Regions from separate parts of the Mus musculus genome. Here all the other regions are linked to region 3. The links are chromatin contacts, called in public HiChIP or PLAC-seq and promoter capture Hi-C maps. All regions are on one chromosome and are shown on one strand. Each heading gives the region's core, a stretch centred on a gene start, on an enhancer-like site or on the middle of the called end of the contact. The rest is flanking DNA. Distances are from core to core; before and after follow the strand shown.

What was found. HiChIP or PLAC-seq counts read pairs in DNA pulled down with a chosen protein or histone mark. Capture Hi-C pulls out chosen DNA fragments and counts their contacts.
Region 1: a contact with region 3 is called in a promoter capture Hi-C map of adipose tissue. The contact joins the promoter of Foxd3 here to the promoter of Itgb3bp in region 3. A contact is called at or near these places in 7 of 39 promoter capture datasets (the 3T3-L1 cell line, cranial neural crest, hematopoietic stem and progenitor cells and 3 more), 4 of 484 Hi-C or Micro-C datasets (brain, nephron progenitors and uterus), 8 of 115 datasets of contacts at active chromatin or transcription factors (astrocytes, craniofacial prominence, embryonic hindbrain and 4 more) and 3 of 9 other capture datasets (adipose tissue, liver and pancreatic islet).
Region 2: a contact with region 3 is called in an H3K4me3 HiChIP or PLAC-seq map of neural tube, with 4 times the contacts expected there. The contact joins the enhancer-like site here to the promoter of Itgb3bp in region 3. A contact is called at or near these places in 2 of 39 promoter capture datasets (embryonic stem cells and liver), 5 of 115 datasets of contacts at active chromatin or transcription factors (astrocytes, embryonic limb bud, embryonic stem cells and 2 more) and 1 of 9 other capture datasets (embryonic stem cells).

What each region holds. Positions count from the first base shown.
Region 1 is chr4:99,654,964-99,657,663 of GRCm38.p6, reverse strand. It overlaps Foxd3 (forkhead box D3), which reads right to left and starts at 1,365. Exons shown (of 1, transcript NM_010425.3): 1 at 1-1,365. The coding sequence starts at 1,039.
Region 2 is chr4:99,571,931-99,574,630 of GRCm38.p6, reverse strand. No RefSeq gene overlaps it. Among named protein-coding and RNA genes, the nearest start is that of Gm40211, 3.9 kb to the right of the region's middle. Within about 2 kb of position 1,405, at least 75 of the 459 cell types and tissues checked have an H3K27ac peak or open chromatin away from gene starts, as enhancers often do. A contact at or near this core is called in astrocytes, embryonic limb bud and neural tube, where this site is marked.
Region 3 is chr4:99,827,775-99,830,474 of GRCm38.p6, reverse strand. Itgb3bp (integrin beta 3 binding protein (beta3-endonexin)) reads left to right here and starts at 1,317. Exons shown (of 9, transcript NM_026348.4): 1 at 1,317-1,392. The coding sequence starts at 1,388. It overlaps Efcab7 (EF-hand calcium binding domain 7), which reads right to left and starts at 1,030. Exons shown (of 14, transcript NM_145549.2): 1 at 921-1,030.

The DNA.
Region 1 (2,700 bases), core at 116-2,615, 170 kb after region 3:
CCGTGCCCGCGGCTGCCGCGGCGGCGCCCAGGGTGTTGAGCTGTAGCTGCAGGCTCGGACCGAGCTGCGAGCCGAAGGCGGCCGCTTTGCGGCCCAGCTCGCCCGAGGGCAGCAGGGGCACTGCGGGCGGCAGCACGGGAGCCACGGGTGGTAGCGCGTACGGGTACTGGAGCGCCGCAGCAGCCGCGGCCGCCGCCGCCGCCGCGGGGTGCGAGTAGGCGCCCGCAGCCGCCGCGGGGTGCAGGCCGTAGGGGCGGCCGTAGGGTCCTGCGCCCGCCGCCGCCGCCAGGCTGTAGGCTCCGAAGCTCTGCATCATCAGCGCCGTCTGCTCGCGCAGGTGCTCCTGCTGGTGGCGCTTGAAGCGCTTCCGGCGCCGCAGGAAGCTGCCGTTGTCGAACATGTCCTCGGACTGGGGGTCCAGGGTCCAGTAGTTGCCCTTGCCCGGGTTGCCCGGCTCGCGGGGGATCTTGACGAAGCAGTCGTTGAGCGACAGGTTGTGGCGGATGCTGTTCTGCCAGGCGGGGAACTTCTCCCGGTAGTACGGAAAACGGTTGCTGATGAACTCGCAGATGCCGCTCAGGGTCAGCTTCTTCTGCGGGCTCTGCAGGATGGCCATGGTGATGAGCGCGATGTAAGAGTAGGGTGGCTTCACCAGGCTGTTCTTGGGCTTGTTCGGGGTCAGACCTCCCGTCGCCCCGCTGCCCGCGCCGGGCCCACCGCCGCCTGTCACCGCGTCCTCGCCGCCCTTGCAGCCGTCGGCCTCCGGAGCTCCCGTGTCGTTCCCCGGCCCGGTCGCCTCGGTGGGCAGTGCCAGGGCTTGCGGTTGAGACTGGCCGTGATGAGCGCTCACCGGTGGCCCTTCGTCCGCCTCGTCCAGGCGCAGGTCCGGAGGCCCCGCGGGGCTGTCGCACCCGGCGTCGCTGTCCTTCTCCTCCAGCCCGTCGTCGCCCTCGCCCACCACATCGATGTCCACGTCCTCGGCCGTCAGCACCGTCTGGCCGGACATATCGCTGGCGCTGCCGCTGCCGGAGAGGGTCATCCCTCCGCGGGGTTGGTGGCGGCGGCCAGGAGCGAGCAGAGAGCGAGGGGGGCCGCGAGGGGCGGCCGCGGAGCTCAGGCAAAGGAGGTGTGAGTGTCCCCCGAAAGAAAGCCGGGGGGGGGGGAGAGGGCACAGGTAGCTCGGGGCCCTGTCGGGTCAGCTCACACGAGGAGGCCTGGCATCGCGCGGTGCGGGCGCTGCGCTCCGCAGCCGCGCTCCGCGAACTCTTGCGGTCCTCGACGCTTCTCTACGAGGAGACAGCTACTGCTCGCGACCCCGGAGGTTTCTCCACGCCGCACCCCCTCACTTCACCAGCCTTCCTCGACCTCTGGTTTGGGCGTGGGGTTCAGGAGCGGTCCAGGCAAGCGCGGGACGCCGGGCTCCAAGCAGCTCTGGAGGGCGCGGGCATGGGCGACCGCGGGGTTGGGGGTTGGGGGGGTGGTGACAGGGAAGCCAAGCCTGGGTAGTCGAAAGTCCCGTTTTAAGGACTGGCCTGATAGATTACTTTCTACTTAAAGATCCAGAGGGAGGCGGGGCCACGTGACCGCGCGTGACGTCAGGGCCGCCGTGGAGCTGGCCAAACTCAAGTTGGTTCAGGGAATTGTCAACAAAGGGACGACAGAAGCGCAACTCCTCACCGACTAGGCGCTAGCATCCCGCAGGCCCCGAAAGCTCTTCGGGCTGTTGGGAGACCCCTGCCCACGCTGGAGCCGGGTGTGGGGTTCAGGGAGGGCGTGAGAGTGGGTGGGTGGGGGTGGAGAGGGCGTGGGCCTAAGAGTGTCCTCCGGACTGTAGGGCTTCTTACCACCCTGCCCTCTCCGCCCCCTGCATTTTTCTTACTACCCTGCCCTCCCCTCTTTGCTAATATTATATAGACCAACTGGCAATGCAGAACAAGGTTGTGATTTAAAAAAAAAAAAAAAAAGAAAAGAAAAGAAAAAAACTTACTATTTTGATTTGCTTTGGGGTTTTGTTTTCGATTCAAGGATTAAAGGAACACATCCGGCTTCCTTTTGCTAATTAGGCCTCAGACCCCCTCCTGTTTCAGGGCTATTCCAGAGAAAAGACATCTGCTGATGTGCCTCGCATCACCCCCAAATCTAACTACTCAAGTCTTACCCTAGCTTTCCGGGCACGACGCAGGAATATATATATATATATATATATATATATATATATATATATATTCGCAACGGTCACAACACCATCAGCTGGGGTTTCCCGAGGTCAGAGAATAGCTATCGATTAACCTATTAGGATAGTTGCAGAGAAATAAAAAGGACGTAAAATAGCAGGGAACCTATAAACAAAGACGTCATAACTGGCTGTTGGAGTTGTTAAACGACTTAGCACAGAAAAAGTCGGAAATGAGCTGGAAACGGAGCAGGCATTGGCAGCGGTCTTGGGTAAGTGGAGAGGATTGGGGAAGAGGCTTTGGGCCTTGTTATTAGACGTGGCGCACCGACTGGGGGGGGTTGGAAAACTGGGGGGAGCTGGCGTATACTTCCGAGTGGAGGGCACGACCTCCAAGGAACCACAGTGTCCCAGGGCGTGCTGGCGGGAGTGGGCTCACCTCTGCTGCTAACTAATGTGGGTTATCTCTTAAAGTGTGAATAAACTATCCAAGACTTAACTTCTGTAGAAATCTGCGCCAAAGAAGA
Region 2 (2,700 bases), core at 156-2,655, 260 kb after region 3:
AATTTTATTTTGTCTTTGTGCCTAACTGAGCATTGAATAAAATCGCAGCTAATTTCAAATTCCCTTTGTCATCATGGTTTTCAGCCAAAAGTCTATAATAAATGGTCAGAAGATGAGCTGAGACTGAATGAATAGTGAGCGGTATTCATCAGCCAAACACAGAGTCCAGATCCAATTATATGTATTCATTAAGTGATAATGATATCATGGTCTTTAACTAGGAAGAAAAGAGCGTAATTGAATAATAACAGTTGTACAATCCCAACGGAACACACTCTCCATCCCAGCCCGGCGACCCTCGGGGATGAGGCACGATTGATGGAATTCTATTACTCTTTGATAGATTTATTATGAAAGGCTGAGTGGACTTGCAGTCCCACTTTGTCACTCACGCTAATCAGTATCGTAAGGGCCCCGAGCGGGCAGGCTTTTGTACCCCTTTGACAAAGACAAGGTTAGGGGAGGATGACAGACACCCAGACCTTTACAAACCCATACTGCAAGATAAAATGGGCCAGCTGAGCTCTGTGCTGGGACAGAATTTTAATTTGTTTATCAATGGCTTTCACATGTGCTGAGACCATAAGGATATTTGTCAGAGGATAATACTGAAGCTAAACTCTTTTGTTTGGCAAGTGGGGCTTGGAAAAATATTTATTGAACTGTAAAAAACAGGCTAAATGGGGGGAAAAGGTAACTGGGTAGAGAAGGGAAATAACTCACATTACTGGACATAACTATCCAAGCCCATCCTGATTTTGACCTTTTTAAAAAATATATTTTTAGTGTTGTTTTTAAAGCTACCTTTAAGGGTAACCAAACAGTAACAGATAAAAATCTTTTCCCTTTAATCTCTCTGATTTTTAAAAGAAGAGCTGAAAGATTATGAAGAGACCAGCTATCGTGTTGAGTGGGAAAGATGGATGGAATTTATTGGTATGAGGTTGTTGTTTTCCTTCCTGTCTGTTACAAAGTAGTATAACTTAGCAGGCAAACAGCTGCATTTTCCAAACATGTTTTTTTGTAAGTAAAAGGTGTTTTCAGGCCTGCCAGCCTGGCTCAGTCAGCAACAGCTTTTCACATTGAAATGCAGTTTGCTATCCTGCGGTCAGAGCCCTTAGGATTTAGGAAACTCGGTGGTAATTCGCTTTGCTACTGGTGGGAGCACGAGCCAAGGGGGCCAACCTGGCATTCACCAGGCCCCAGTGCCGTGCCTGCCAGGGTTTATTTTTTCGGTTATTGTTGTTGAATCATTCTGATTTGTAATCTCCTTTTCTGCTTGAGATCTCCTTTTATCCCTCAGAACTATGCTCTGCGTCGCCAGAGGAGCCAGTGAATTGGGAGGCTGGGCGGCCAACCTGCTCTGTCACTGGACGCCTGGCCTGGCTGCTGTCCCGCGTGGACCCGCGAAGCCAGCTCGCTGCCAGTTCGGTTTGGTTTTGAGCATCTCTGGGAAGGCAAACGGACAGCACAGTCACCTCAATTGGCTCAGCTGCCTCTCTGATGAATGTGCCCGGGTGTGCTGCAAAGGGTTTAGCATCGCTTCCAGCAGCGCGCTGTGATTTTCAGGACCGGGAAGGATTGCTTCACAGCCCTCTCCTTGAATTTCATTGTAGTGTGCGTGATGGAGCACAGGGCGGCTGGACAGGCTCGCACCGAACGCCAATGGCTGCCGCTCTGGCGTCTGCGCGTGGAACAGGTTCTGTGTGTTCCTTTGGCTGTGGCTTTCTCCCTGTTGGCCTTTCTCCACAAGGTCGGCCCGGGAAGCCTCTGGGTGCCAGACACCAGGCAGTGGCTCTGAGGCCAGGGAGCCGCCGCTGTTTGCTCATTCTTCCTGGAAATGGGCACAAAGTGAAGGTTAATTCAGACCTCTTGGCCAGGGCTTCCTTAGCCACTGAAGTTCACCAACCTGTCCATGTAGACTGAGTGCAAGGACGCATTGATTGTGTTTGGTTTTTCGTGCAGACATCAGAACGAGGTCAGACTTTGGATGATAATGAGGGTTGATTGGAAATTACATGGAGGACAACAGAGAGTTGGGATTTTCCAGCACAGTTTTAAAGCAGACCTTTAATGTTTCCTGGTTGGGAGGCAAGGATAAGTGCACGTACTAGACCTTATTATAGACTCTATCTTTAATCGCTTCTTTTAGTTTCAGAGAGTATGTCAGTCCTTCCTTCAGCTGACTTCAAGTTCATTGTCCTTTCACCAATAAGGGGTTTGTTTCTAAGGAAAATAGCTCTTCTTTGTTGATTGCCTGGTAAGAACTTTCTTTCACTACTCACCAAAGTTTCTGAGGTCCACACGCTACCAGCTTCATTTTAGAGAAAGGGGAAATGAAATGGGCAGGGCATCATTATCATATAGTAAAGACCAGAATTAAATTGTGGGCTCACTCACTATCCAAGGGCTCTCATGGTTGCGCAAGCACTGCATTGTACTACCTCTGCTGGAGTCAGGGACACAGGTGATGGTCTCTGAGACGCTGACAGTATATGAAAACAAAGCCTTACGCACCGACAAGCTAGTATTGTCCATTTGAAGAAGATGCTGTCAACCAAATGTCCACTCTATCAAACAGCAGTCACCAAAAGCATGCTTTTCTTACGTCCTTTCCCCCTTTCCACACGCCACAATTGTTTTCTTATCTACTATACAAGCCCAAACACCTTGCCTTAGAAAGAGCCCAGGCTGGACCCT
Region 3 (2,700 bases), core at 68-2,567:
TTCAAGTTGAACAATAAGATGACACAGGTAGGGTCCCCTTCAGGACTCATTGGATTCATACTCAGGAGGCCTAAATCACTGGCACCTTCTTGAATTATGTAGGTCTTTTACACTTGGGAAAGAAAGATAATAATCGCTTATCATGGATGAAGTACCCTATTTATAATACACAGACCGCCTGCCTGACACTTTCATATTACACCAGATTTAGAAGGACCCCATAGGGATGTGGTGTCACAGTCTGGTTACTGCAAATTGGTATCACCATAATTAAACATCGGTTTTAAACACATATGCGTGCGCGCCATCTCACAAACGGGAAAGAAAACTATTCCAATAAGGAAGAGCAAGCACTCGGCTTACAGCAAGCAATTTAAAAACATTTTTAAGGATCTTCAAGTGCTCCTTCCAAATGGGGTTATTCTCACATGAAAATCCCTGGACAGAAATGTTCCAGAATTCTATTCTTTCCCTTCCTGTGAAGACAGTCCAAACTGAAGCTTAAATAAATATATAATTGCACCCCTAGGGCTCGGAAACCACCTTTTATTTAAAATTCTAGCCCAAGTCTGAGACAGGGGCCTGGAGAGTATATTGTAGCAAACGGCTCCATAAATAACTAGGCACACAATAAGCAGGAAAAATAAACTGTTAAAAGCGCCTAAGGCGTCTAAAGGGCCAAATGAAAACAGAGAGCCATCCAGTCACCGTCGCTGCACCGTGAAACAGTCACAACTAATCCCAGACAAGCTCTCTCCGTTTTTTGTACTCCTCTGGCCACGATGCTGCATCCCCTTGTGTGTTTCGGGGCATGCACCGGCTCTTAGGAGGACACAGAAGTAAACGTAGCAGATGGGAGAGGCGGCCGCACAATGAAGAGCAGAGCGAGCGACAGAGCAAGAGAGAGGCTTGGTGGCTACCTAATTTCAGCTCACAAACCAAGAAGAGCAGCCAATTTTCGTTAGTAGATCCGCGAACCTCTCGGCGCAACCGGACAGACCTCCGCCTTTTTTAGATTACCATAGCAACTGCGCCTCGCCGCCACCGGAAATAAGAGGCAGAGCACCTTCCAAACGCTCCGACCAGAGATTTGTGGACCATTGACCGAGAGAGAACAGCCATGGCATTGTAGCTTATCTGTTGCGAGGCTGGCATGTCCACAATAGTGAGGAGGGTCGTGCGCTGCATGCGGCTGGGGCTAAATGGATTCTGGCCTTAGACTCCCTGCACCATTTCCTTGAACACGTTCAGGCTCTTTCTCGCGCGGAGACTGTTTCCGGCGAGCTGCATACGGGGTGACACCTCATCCAGCGCTTACTACGCGGGCTTTTTATGCTTCCGCGTTTGCGGTTTCTCAGTTGGTTCTGTCCAGCAACGGAGTCCCGAAATGCCGTAGGTATCCCTTCCCCAGACGTTGCTGTTTTGTGGGCCCTCTATGAGCAAAAAGAGTATACAGGAAGAGTATGCCGTCCCATGGTCACCTTGTCTTTTTTATTTCTATAAACTTTTCTCTGTTGACAGCGTCGGGATGCTTGGTATTCCCAACCTACCTCTACCCTTCCAACACTTCTTTGACTCTTAAAACTTCACATCATTGTGTAAGCTGCGGGCTAAATCTGAGTAATGTCTAACTTGAAATGACTAAGAATGAAAGAGTATATTAAGTAAACATTTCTCTGTAATTTGTAGAATTTTTAAATGCTTGTTAAGCATTTGTGTAGTGAGTTCTCTGAAACTCGGGAGAGATTTCATGGACTGAATGGATTTCAGGCACTGAAAGATTCTTAAGATTATCACTTAGCAACTCAGTAATAAGTGATTTACTTTTCTTACTTATAAAAATAAGCTTGAAAAAAGTAAAAAGTGGGTTTGTATTGGGTCATCTTTAAGTTACAGCCCAACCCCAATAATGTGATTACCGAAAATGACCATAGTAGAGATGGGTATTGTGCTAGACTGCTACCCTTCGGCTACCCTACATAGGCTATATAAAGCACAGTTAGCGGTTGTATAAACAGGTTTTTTTTTTTTTTTGTTTTGTTTTGTTTTTAAAAAAAACAGGGTCTTTTTAAAGAATTTGAGGGAGGAGGAAGACCTAACTCTTGTAATACTTCTTTGGCTACCCCCGTACCAGGCTGATTTAGGTACTTCCTGCTAGGGTAACATTTTCCTGTTTGAGTAAAATGCAAACTAAGATATTATCGGGGATACTTGTGTAAGATATGAGCTGACATAAAAGAAGGAGGACCTTCGGAAATAACAATATTTATTAACTCACCATTCTAAAAAGGTTTATCTTTTAATGCATTAGAAAAATGTCTATTATAACATTGCTGGCAAAGATGAGGGAACAAAACTTAAGCAGGAAAAGAATGAAAATGAATTTGGTGTGTAAACTATGTTCCTGATCTGTTTACAGAAGTGAGGAACCAAAATCTATTGGAAGTGGATATTTTTCTGGCAACTGGCAACTTTAATATATGAGTAGATGTTGTTATATTAGAAGAGTTTCATTAAGTACATTGACATCCCATATTTTTAGCAGTTGTGTTGGTTGGTCCATTTTTCTAAAGAATCAGGGGCTTGTATAACCCAGGCTGATCTTAAACTCACTTTGTAGCTGAAGAAAACAACAAACTTCTAATTTTCCGTCCACCTCCCCCAGTGCTGGGATTGCATACCGCCCACTGTTTATTCAGT